Linked DNA regions of Mus musculus: regions 1 and 2 are each linked to region 3. A link is a contact called in public Hi-C and HiChIP or PLAC-seq data. All regions are on one chromosome and are shown on one strand. Each heading gives the region's core, a stretch centred on a gene start, on an enhancer-like site or on the middle of the called end of the contact. The rest is flanking DNA. Distances are from core to core; before and after follow the strand shown.

Region 1 (3,833 bases), core at 693-3,192, 300 kb before region 3:
AACAGACTCAGGAGAAAAATTACAAGTGGGTAAAAATATTTCAATTAATGCCAAAGGAAATGATTAGAGAAGAGTCCCTTTGGGAATCCCAGAAAGATGCTGGATATTAACACAATGTTGTCATATTAGTATTCCCTGGAGTGCCAAAATGTTTGTCTCATTAAGTTGGAGTTGTAGTTCTACCTATTTGCTTTAACAAATATTTGTCAGTTTAATAATATCCTTCAGTTGCATGTTAGTGCACTAAGAATAAGCATCATTTTTTTTTAGCACTTTGTAGGTAATGAATTTGCTTTTGCCCCGGTGAAGAATCAGGAAGGGGATATGCAAAACTATTTTTTTTTTCCTGAAAGCATCCATACAATAGAAGCTGAAGAACAGCTGGGACTCCTCCCATCTGTGCTGTATCAGGATTTCACTAGGTTTAGACTTTCCTCTCTTTTCCCCTCAGTGCCTTTCAGATATGTAAAACTGCTTCGAAGGCGTTCACTTAATGGAAATAAAGCTTCTTAAAAGCTGTGACTGGGAAATCGGGGTCTCTTGAAAAATCACAAGAAACGTTGCTTAGTACGAATTAGTTTGGGTTGGCTAGGTTATAGTGCAATGAGGAATGTCATACCCTTACACACGTAAGGTTTCTCAATGATTGGCTAGGGTCTTTAGGTTCCCTTGTCATTATTGGCCACACTTGGTGATTCTTTTTATATCCAGAATATTACCGTTAAGTAGAAGTGAAACAAAGGAGCTTATGGAAGCATTCAGAGTGTTTAATAAACCTTCTGCTTGGAAATGACTCTCATAATACGCATTCGTTGGCCAAAGGGAATCATATGGACACAGTTGACCTCATTATGATGCAATGGGAAGGGGTATGGAAATAAGTCATCTTATAGTCCTTATGCTCCAGGTACTTACAAGAATTTCATTCATTATATAGTCTAAATATAGCATCAAATGTAATTACCAAGATACATTTATTAATTTTTACTCTGTGCTAATATAGGTGGCCTTGATTTATGAAAATGGATACAGATGGTGCCTGATTTCCAATGGTTTGTCATGTTGTCTTTCAACTCCATGAGGGTAGGAGGTAATATGCATTTGTTAAAAAGAATGCCTTGAATTTTGATCTTTACTTGAGCTAGCAATATATAGTACTACACTCTCTTAGAGTACTATATCTCTTGATAGATGGTGACAGGGAACTTCATCTCCCGATAGCTGTGCAGTCATAAGGAGAAACCACTGATAAACTGTAATGCACTATGTTGCTGACCCAGCTATACTGAAAGCACTTGAGAGGGTGAGGGAGGAAGGGATCAATTGTAAGAGAATAGGGCATTTTATAAACAAACACTCAAGTCAATTGGGTAACGTTTCTATGTATGAAAATATATCTTATGAGTATGTCTGAGTGTCAGAAAAAGACTAGTCAGATTTATTGAGAACCTGATAAGTTGGCCTTCACTATTTCTCTTAAAATTGACATTCCCTCTCTCCGTTTATCCCTCCACAGACAATCAGACATCATTCCCTGCTCTTTCCAGGAAGTGGTAAGCTTTTCAGCAGTCTGCAACCAGTATAATCCTGCTTCTAATTTTAGGGGTTTAAATCCTGGCTTCAAAGGTCCTCAGGCAGTAGACTGAGGAGATTGCAGGGAGTGGAGAGGATTAGCCTTGGGTAGCTGCATGACAAAGCTGTCTCTTCATTCCAGATAAGAGCGAGAGAGGCTGCGATGGATGATTCCTTTCACATACATCTGTCTTCCAGACCTCTTCATGAACTCAAAGGGCTGAAAATGACTCCCTGACAGTACACCCACTTTTGCATTCTACCGCTTCCTTTCATTTCTGTGCTGGAATGTGAACGGGGTGGGGAATGGGGTCTAATCTTGTGTCCTGATGCACAGTGAAATTTCACCACTGGGATTTTCATCATGGTGTGTCATCATGCAGTCACACCCAGTGACACATCCAGCCACTCCACCCCACCCAGTGGGTGGGAGAATAGCTCCCATATCCTTTCACACTTTGAGGAAAGACCTCAACATTTTTTTTTTTTTTTTTTTACACTGCATACTGGGATGACTCACAGAAGATGTTTTTATCAGCATCCTTCAACTGAGGCACCCTGAGTTTGTGTACTTGAAGTCTGAATGCAAGTCGCTGTGTGCTTTGACAGAAACGCAAGCCCCCTCCTTGAGTGTTGGATTACGTGTGTTTACACTAGTCCTCCCTTGGGATTTCTTTTTTGGGATACTGATTTGGTAAGGAGGAAAATGGCCTTAATTATTTCCTCTCTAAAACTCTGTTAGGCACCTGCATTGAATACAGGTGTTTTGTATTTAATTTACTTAAAGAAACAAAGGGACCAGCAACCAGTACTATTGCCATTTTTTTTCTATTAACTTTATTAAGATGAGAAAGCATGTTTTTGTGGTCTCAAGTAGTGAGAGCAAAAAAAAAATTCCCTTAATATCTACAAAGCTTAATATTCTCTCTCTCTCTCTCTCTCTCTCTCTCTCTCTCTCTCTCTCTCCCTCCTGTCTGTCTCTGTTTTCCTCTCTTTCCTCCCTCAAATTGTTTGTTGTCTATAGCTTTTTCTATAGAGATGGCCCCTGTGAGGTTTCTCCCATCTACGCAAGGATGCCGACTCTTGTTGAAATGTTCAGGTCCTGTTTAGGCAATCATGTTGTTGAGATCTCATAGATATTTTCCCGTCATAGTGAATGTTATCCAATAAAGTGGTCAGCTCAAGACACATATCCATGCAAGGAACACTGCACGGACTCATCAGTGTGTGTGTGTGTGTGTGTGTGTGTGTGTGTGTGTGTGTGTGTGTGTGTATTAACAATGGTTAAAGAACAAGAAGTTGTGAATTAAGAAAGGAGGTTGAACATAGGAGGAGTAGGAGAAAGAAAGTTGTAATGAGATTTATAAAAGACTCTTTTTTTAATGTCTAAAGTAAACACTCACAAGCACATACACTCGCTAAAAGCTCCTGAGGCCAGCAAAGGCTTACAGAGTGAGGGCATCTCACAATGAAATGAAAGCTTAAATCTAAACACTCTAACACTGCATGTGTTCATCTTCCACAGGACATTATACCATGTTAGGACAATGTGTTTAGCTGTCTTTCCTCTGACAAGATAGAGTACAACTCACGAAAGTACGAGAGGGGGTTACTATGTTGTCTTAATTATATCTTTATACACATTAGATGAGAGCATTGCTCTATAGAACACTATTCCTTGGCAAGACACAAACTCTTCAGTGTAATTTTACCTTTGAAGTCCCTTGTGCATATTTTTGAGACAGTTCATTGGAAACTTTACCATTATTTCTACAATTTAGATAATAAAAATATAAAGTGCTTCTCAAATAACTAATTTCAGGAGTCAATTCTAGTCGACTCCATGCTGAAAGTGAAATGTGTTTAATTTTTATGTTTGGTTGGGGCCCTGCTCAGATAAAATATTACCTAAAACTAGAATCATGACAAAACCCACATAATCAGAAATATTCATTTTCTCAAAAAAGCCCTACTTATTTGAGATGGTAGCTGGTAATAAAAATGGCTAATATGAGTGCAATGCTTACTGTGATCTGGGAACTTTACAACACTTTAAATTACTTCTCTTTCAAATGAGAACCTCCATACGTAGAAACTATATAAGATGAGGAACCTGAACCATGTCCTCACGGTGGCTAATTGACAAATGGAGATTGAGATATGTTAGCCACTCTTCTATCTTTGGTTGTGAGCCTAGCCTTTAACAGCTTAGCCATCTCTCCAGCCCTTGTAATAAGAACATATGCTCCACTATGTTCATA
Region 2 (3,466 bases), core at 152-2,651, 270 kb before region 3:
CAGGCTGGCGCAAACAAGCACCATGATGTTGCCTATTTTACCTGCGATTTACATATAATCCTCTGCCAAAGTGAGTTGTATGTGGTACCATGTGTTTGTGCAGGGTTGACTAGCTTAACATTCTCCCTCATCTAAGTGATGACTTAGAATCCATTTCCATTATCAGAGCAAGAAAGTATGTCCAGTGAGACCCTATTCTGGACACACAATGGATAAGACACAATATGCAGTAAATTCATTATTAAAATATGTCTTAAATATCAGAAGAGTATTTAGGAAATCTATGGAGGCAGCTGCCTGGCTTGTCCAGAGGCCATTTCTGCATCGCATGCCAAGTGTACAATGACAGACGTCATGACAGGAGTTTGACACAGGAGTTTGACTCAGGATTTGACTCAGCTGGTTTATATACCCCCTTTGCCTTCACAGATCTTTCTCCCTCAACATTTAACTGTTATTTTTTAAGAGGAAAATCTGAGCCAGTAACCAGGACACCGGAGGAGAGTCAAGGTTGGGCAAACGCGCTCTGTTATTAGCCACCAGCAAAAATGGTATTTTTAAACAAAAGCAATTTTTTAAGTTTCGATTAAGGGACTCAAAAGGATTTTCTAAAATGAATCCTGCTCTGAAGCAGTTCTTCTTCTCCTGCGACTTCACGTCGTTTGGACAAGCCGGTGCTTCGAAATGGTTCTTTTCCTGCTGACGTCACCGCATGGCTGCTTCTTCCTAGCAAGACTTAACTGAGGGTGCCCAGCCCAGGAGCTGCTTACCCTGAAGTGGCAGTGATTTTTTTTTTTCAAAAACAATAAAGCTATCTACACTCAGTCTCTCTTGATTATACTGCAGGAACAACCTGTGTAGGGAAACAATATCCTGGATCCTGCTGAAGGCTCACACAGATGGAACATCAGTGGGAGGAGCTGCCAGCGACTTCCCTGCCAACTTGTTAGTGCTGGAGACATTATCCTCTTGTTTTGCCAGTTTAATAGAGGATCAGTCGTAAAAATTCTCTGTGGGCTCAGCAACATAATTATTATCTATGGTCTCTGCATTAACTGTGAGGAAACATCGTGGTCTGAGTCTGCCTCATTTTAAATGCCGAGCTGTGCCCACATTTATCCCACAACCAACCTGAAAAATGCAACATCCCCTGAGCACAGCTATGCCTGTCATCATGGCGGATGCTAAGTATGTGCTTGCCTATGTCCTGCCGTTTAACAGTCAGTGCGCTCCTGCGGTGCTTGCCTCCTTTCCCCTGACCTTTTCCGACATCAGTGCCCTTGCGATTGAAAATTATTAAGCAGGGAAAAAAAAAATCTGTGTCACATTTAGTTCTGGTACTCAGTCCAGAAGAGCCAAGCCCCTGCAAATTTGGAAAACAAACTCCTTAACAGATGGGCCGCATAAAGTTTACAACATGTGCGGTGTGGGAGGTAGTATGACTCTAGGCGAGAAACAGAAGACTAGAAATTTGGGAGCGCAGAGTTTTTGAATTTGCTCTTGTTTCCTTTGGTTCTAGCAGATCACATAAGCTTATGCCCTTCAGTTCTCTCACATTACCTGATACCTTAACCTTATAAGCAAGTGAGTAATAAGAAATCAGGAAACGTTGTTTTTCTTAATAGGAAGCAGGAGCACATTGCTTCTTGTTATTGCCAGGACTGTGCACAACTGGTATCAATCTGCTAATAAAAACGGGGCTGCAGGATTTAGAAAAATCCCGTGTTGCAATTTTAAATTTGAAAAAACAGTTCTCTTTCACAGAGAACAGGTGTCTTTGGTCTATAAACGGCAAATATTAAGGCACCACAGAAAAGAAGTTGACCTGTCTTGAAAGAAAAGAATCATTGAAAAATTGTTGGTTGATGACTTCCAAATAGGCATGGCAGCATGTCTTGCAAGTGATCTCTGGAAGCTAAAGGTGTTAGAAATCATTTGAACTAAAGTGGTGTGATATGAACTTGATTATTGTGTGACAGGCAAGGGTGCTGAAACATGGATGGTCTTTGGTATTATTCCGGGTTATTTATTTAAGGACACAAATGTCTCAGCCACACCACAGGCCTACTGATTGGAAACAATGACAAGCAAACCTAGGGACTCTGTGCTTTGCAAAGTCCTTAAGCTGATACCAATGGCTAATCACAGTTGGTCTCTGTCATAATTTCTAAAACTATGTGAAGCAACAACAACAATTTGGTCATATAGATTATGACTGAAATTCCAAAGCCAAAGACAGAAATACAGGTGTTATCTTTTAAGAAGACATGAGAGGATGGGAGACAGAAAGTGTAAGGTCGGGAAGAGGGGTCCATGGTTCAGTCACAAGAAGGCCGGACAGGAAGCAATTGAGAGGAAAAGGCCTTCTGAAGGTGAGCAGGAGAGAAATTCAGAAGTGAAGGTTTGCAGATAGCGGCAAGGACAGTGTGGGTGCTTCCCTGCTGAACTGGTCTCAAAATTTGCTTTTAGTTTGACACTGCCTCCATTCAGTCAGAGAACATGTGATAGTTTGAATGAGATTATCCTCCATTGGGACATTTATTTGAAAGCTTGGTTCCTAATGGGGAGAACTGCTTGGAAAGGATTGGAAGGTGTGGCGTTGTTGAAGGAGGTGTGTCACTGGGGTGTTCTTTGAGGTTACAAAGCCCATGGTATTCCTAGGTAGTTCTCTGGCTCTTTCTCTGATTCATGTTTATGGATCAGATGAAAGTTCTCCTCTGCTGCTTCATTGCCAGGCCTGAGCTGTCTGGTGCCACGTTCCCCACCCCATCATGGACTCACCCTCTGAAACTGTAAGCACCAATAAATTCTGTCTTCTATAAGTTGGCTTGGTCACAGTGACTAACTAAGACAGTGTATTTTGAAAATTGAGCTGTATCCATGATGCTGGCCTCTCTGCAGCACCCAGGGAAGCACTTGAAGGATGCAGGATCAAACACATCCAGCACTGTCTCTGTAAATTGGTTTCTGCATACCTCTTATGAAACACGTTCTCCGACTGGACTGATTGCTAACTTTTTAAAAGTATAGTAACCTTATGTTGCTCTTGGAAGCACCAACTTCATACCCATGCAGTCTTCATACACGTTTCTCACTCCCATAAAATTCTGCCCTCCAACTATCTGCATTCAATTTGTGTTTTTAACTTAGGCCAGCAGTTCTCCACCTGTGGGTTGTGACCCCTAAGGGAAGTCAAATAACCCTACAGAGGTCACATATGAGATATCCTGCATATCAGATATTTACATTACAATTTATAACAGTAGCAAAATTACAGTGATCAATTAGCAATGAAGATATTTTTATAGTTGGGGAACATCACAGCATGGGGAACTGTATGAAAGGGTCACAGGATCAGGAGGCTGAGAACCACTGACGGACTTTCTGGCCATTCCTTAGGATTTCTCTGATTTTCTTTCAAGATCTTGCTTTGTAGTTCATACGGGCCTGGGATTAATTATGTAGG
Region 3 (3,750 bases), core at 274-2,773:
ATGTATATACTGTTGTATATTTGCATTTTTCAACTGATCAGAAACTGTTGTAGAAAAATGAACGAATGGTTAATGATTTTCATTGTAGTATATGATGGTGCATTCAATGAGTTGACATCTAGACTTGAATATAGAATTAAGTGTCCCATGGGGAAATGGAGAGACTTTGTTTAGATATTCTGCCTGGTGCTGTTGAGCTGGTCCTGGGTTTAATATGTCTGTGTAGATTTTAAAAGCTGGAGAGCTAAACTCAAAGGACACAGTGTTTAACATGAAACATCAGAGATAAATACAGGGCATGCTAGCAAGAAGACTCTCCTCAAGTTTGAAGAAAACTTTGTGCAGGAATTTGCAATGAATGAGATCTGGTCTGAGGCTAAAAAGCACAGAGACTTCTGTGCTATGATTACAGATCTTTTGAGCAGGTTGATATAGAAAAGCAAATTCATTTCCCTAAAAACTCTCTACACTCACTCCTGGAGCTTTAACGGTCCTGTAGAACAAATGCACATGTCCATATATTTAGTTTATTTCTGTTACTCTTCCTGTATCCTGTTTACACCATAGTATGTAAAGCAAATTGTATAGTGGTATATGCAGAGATGAGATTTGAGAATGACAAAAAATACAAAACAATAAAAACAAACAATAGTGAGAGGAAATTGTTTTCCAAAAGTCCAGCCTCCCCGAATAGATTAAAATGAATACCTATTTTGGGCTTGTTTTGAAAAGTGAACCTCTCCCCTTGTACTTACCTTCCCCTGCATGCAGTTTTGCCCTTGGTAACCTTTTTATGGCACAGACTCCTACAGCTGAATCTTCTTTTCCTTTATATTTCTTACCTAGTGTCTGTATATGATGAATCATTGTTTTCCTCAATTTAGGAAGGCAATGTTCTGATGACTGCTACAAGTGTTTACTTAGATTGCCATCCCTCAGTGTACTTTTGAAGGAATCCCTGTACCCATAGATGTGTACATGATCTAAAACCTGTAGCAACTTGCAAGGCTAGTGATGATGGAGAATATGGGACACAGAAGAATTTAAGGCATTCAAATTTTGCTTTTAGTTAATTTTCCTTGTTATATTCATAATAGATCAGTTCATCTTAGTGGCTAGCAATGCAAGATTCGAAGGTGAGGCTATGAACACTATACTGCATGTGTGAGATGCAAACTAAACAGACACCTCTACTATTTTTCCTGACTATTGGAAATACCACCATACAGTTGTCTACCATACATGAAGATCCTGTGTTACTGTTGGAAACACAGACATGTATACATTCATCATGACTTCCTGCCATGAATGTGGGAGACACAGTGTCATAAATTGCATTTCACAGATGTGGTTAAAAACCACACTATTATAAACATGTGGCTGAAATTAAAGTTTTTTTTCTTCAGTGCTTTCTTTATTTCTTTATCTTATCTTGGTCTTGTCTTGTATTGACTCTGTGGCCTGGTTAGGCTCAGTTCTGAATTGTGAGACCATTGTCATATGCTGGGCTAAGCTCCATGGTCCAGATTACTGTGTGTGGGGCCTAAATTCCATTTCAGTGAAGCTAAACGATCATATATCTTTGTTGACTATAGTCTTTTGGGAAAGTGAAATGTAGGGAAGAAACAGGATTTCATTCTTTATCTTTGGAGCTCCAAAGAGTCAACATCCATTTCTGGTGGTGAGGCGTGGGTGTGGAGAACGAATCCATGCTGCTACACTGAAAAGTAAAACAGAAAAGAACTGGATCTATTTTGGAGTCCTAAATAAAATTCTTTGGCTAATAGCATGCTTTTATCTTTGCTTGGCACTTTGTGTTTATTAATCAAATGGGTGGAACTAAAAATTGCGAGGAAGAATGAGTCACTCTCGAGTAATGCTTTTTTACTGTCATTTTAAAGTTGCTAGTTAAAGGCTTTCTCAAGAGTCAGATGAAAATCATCACAGACTGCATGATCGGTTTGTGAGAATTCTGTAGAAAACGCCAGTCCCTGGAGACAGAAGCAGAGTAATATTCTGGTGCTGAAGTTGGAAACGGAGAGTGACTGAAAATGGCATAAGGTTTCCTTGCAGAGACATCAAACTGTTTTACAATTAGATGGTGGTGATGGCTGTATGACAATAAAGTTACTATAACTGAATGGCATGCTTAAAATTAGCAAATGATATGGTATATTAAAAAGATGATTTGAAAAAAAAATAATGAAAACCAAAATAACTCATCAAGCAGTGAATGCCACAGACAGGCAAGCCAGATAGATTCTAACCAAAAAAAATGGAGGATAAAATGCTAGTTTCGACAATAATCTATCCAGGTAAGTAGCAATGTTTAGGTTTTTGTTTTCATGAGCAGATTCTGGACAATTTAGCATCAGCTTTCAGTGTAAAGGGACCTCTAGTCAAGAGCTGTGAGTTATAAATTTGAGTTGTTCTTGACAGTGAAAACAATGCGACAAAACGATCTGGAAATACTTTATTAATACGGTCTAAATGTAATGTATAGCAAAGGTATCTATCACCTAGTTATGAATAAGAATTTGTAGGGCTAGTGAGAGGTCCCAGTGGTAAAAACAAACAAACAAACGAACAAAACAAATAAACAAACAAAGCAAACTTGCTGTATAAGCATGAGAATAGGAGAGTTGATTTCCAGCTCCCGTGTAAGTGCTGAGAAGTTCTCGCAGCCACCTTTCATTCCAGTGCTTGGAAGGTGGAGACAGAAGATCCCTGAATTAAGAGGGTTAGCTAGACTAGCTGAATCAGCAAGCTCTGAGATCAAGGGAGAGACTATGTCTTAATATGTAAGGTGAGGAGTTATTAAAAACCATCCCTCACATCAATCTCTGTCACCCACATACACTCACACACTTGTGCTCACAATATATAAATAAATGTACACACACACACACACAGAGACACATGCCTCAAAATGTATATTCTATTTTCATATACGCAGCATATAATATTTGTTTGTCTTTAAGCAATCACATTATGGTAAGGCTTCATACATAAGCTATTCATGGTGATAAAGTTCTTGGATTGTTCAGGACTGTCAAGGCAGGTAACACTTTGCTACCTCGATTGGTTTTCATGGGTGCCATTGGGCTTGTTCTCTGTGAAGCACTCTGTGCAGACTGGTGATCATGATCTGCCCAAACCTGTAGACCTGTGATCTGAAGTTCTAAAGCACAGTTAGATTGCTTTTTACAAAATGGTTATTTTCTGAGTAGGTGAAATGCATTTGAGGTAATGAAGTTTCTTCTGGGCTTCTGAGTAACTTTAATAGCAATGAATTCAGATGAAGTAGGTCCTTTTCCTACCTTCTGAAGAGGGTAAAGCCATAGAGGTATCAATCTGTGGAAGAAAAAAAATCATAAGTCAGATTTCTATTTATTAAAAGGCAGAGGTTTTATTCCTCAGAGTTTTACTTGAGAAAATAAAATAAAACCAAAGTCCTAGAATGACTACATACATCAAGGATTCAGAGCTTCATCATTGTTCTTAAAAGCAAGTTTGATAGGGTGCACACACTTGCAAGGGTTTTAATGGTAGATAAACAGGATAATGCATAGATGAACACTGGAGAATCTTGATAGAAGAATGTAAGGAAAGATCCCGAGAAAGCCTAGGAATTTTGTGTACTGAACATCAACATAAAACCTGGAGAAAGTTGTGGTAGAGGCTGAGAGTTTGGACTGATGACTTTTAAGATTCACCAGTTTTACAAGTGGTGTGTATGTGTGTGTGTGT

What was found. A called contact is a pair of places that touch in the nucleus more often than the background predicts. HiChIP or PLAC-seq counts read pairs in DNA pulled down with a chosen protein or histone mark.
Region 1: a FOXA1 HiChIP or PLAC-seq map of pancreatic cancer cells shows a contact between it and region 3. The contact joins two enhancer-like sites. A contact is called at or near these places in 1 of 15 datasets of contacts at CTCF or cohesin (the NIH/3T3 cell line), 1 of 484 Hi-C or Micro-C datasets (cerebral cortex) and 1 of 115 datasets of contacts at active chromatin or transcription factors (pancreatic cancer cells).
Region 2: a Hi-C map of uterus shows a contact between it and region 3, with 5 times the contacts expected there. The contact joins two enhancer-like sites. A contact is called at or near these places in 8 of 484 Hi-C or Micro-C datasets (cerebral cortex, forebrain, uterus and 1 more) and 1 of 115 datasets of contacts at active chromatin or transcription factors (neural progenitor cells).

Annotation. Positions count from the first base shown.
Region 1 is chr10:98,506,785-98,510,617 of GRCm38.p6, reverse strand. No RefSeq gene overlaps it. Among named protein-coding and RNA genes, the nearest start is that of Gm34297, 29 kb to the left of the region's middle. Within about 2 kb of position 1,942, at least 61 of the 459 cell types and tissues checked have an H3K27ac peak or open chromatin away from gene starts, as enhancers often do. A contact at or near this core is called in the NIH/3T3 cell line and pancreatic cancer cells, where this site is marked.
Region 2 is chr10:98,483,871-98,487,336 of GRCm38.p6, reverse strand. No RefSeq gene overlaps it. Among named protein-coding and RNA genes, the nearest start is that of Gm34297, 52 kb to the left of the region's middle. Within about 2 kb of position 1,401, at least 31 of the 459 cell types and tissues checked have an H3K27ac peak or open chromatin away from gene starts, as enhancers often do. A contact at or near this core is called in uterus, where this site is marked.
Region 3 is chr10:98,211,159-98,214,908 of GRCm38.p6, reverse strand. No RefSeq gene overlaps it. Among named protein-coding and RNA genes, the nearest start is that of Gm8633, 140 kb to the left of the region's middle. Within about 2 kb of position 1,523, at least 16 of the 459 cell types and tissues checked have an H3K27ac peak or open chromatin away from gene starts, as enhancers often do. A contact at or near this core is called in the NIH/3T3 cell line, pancreatic cancer cells and uterus, where this site is marked.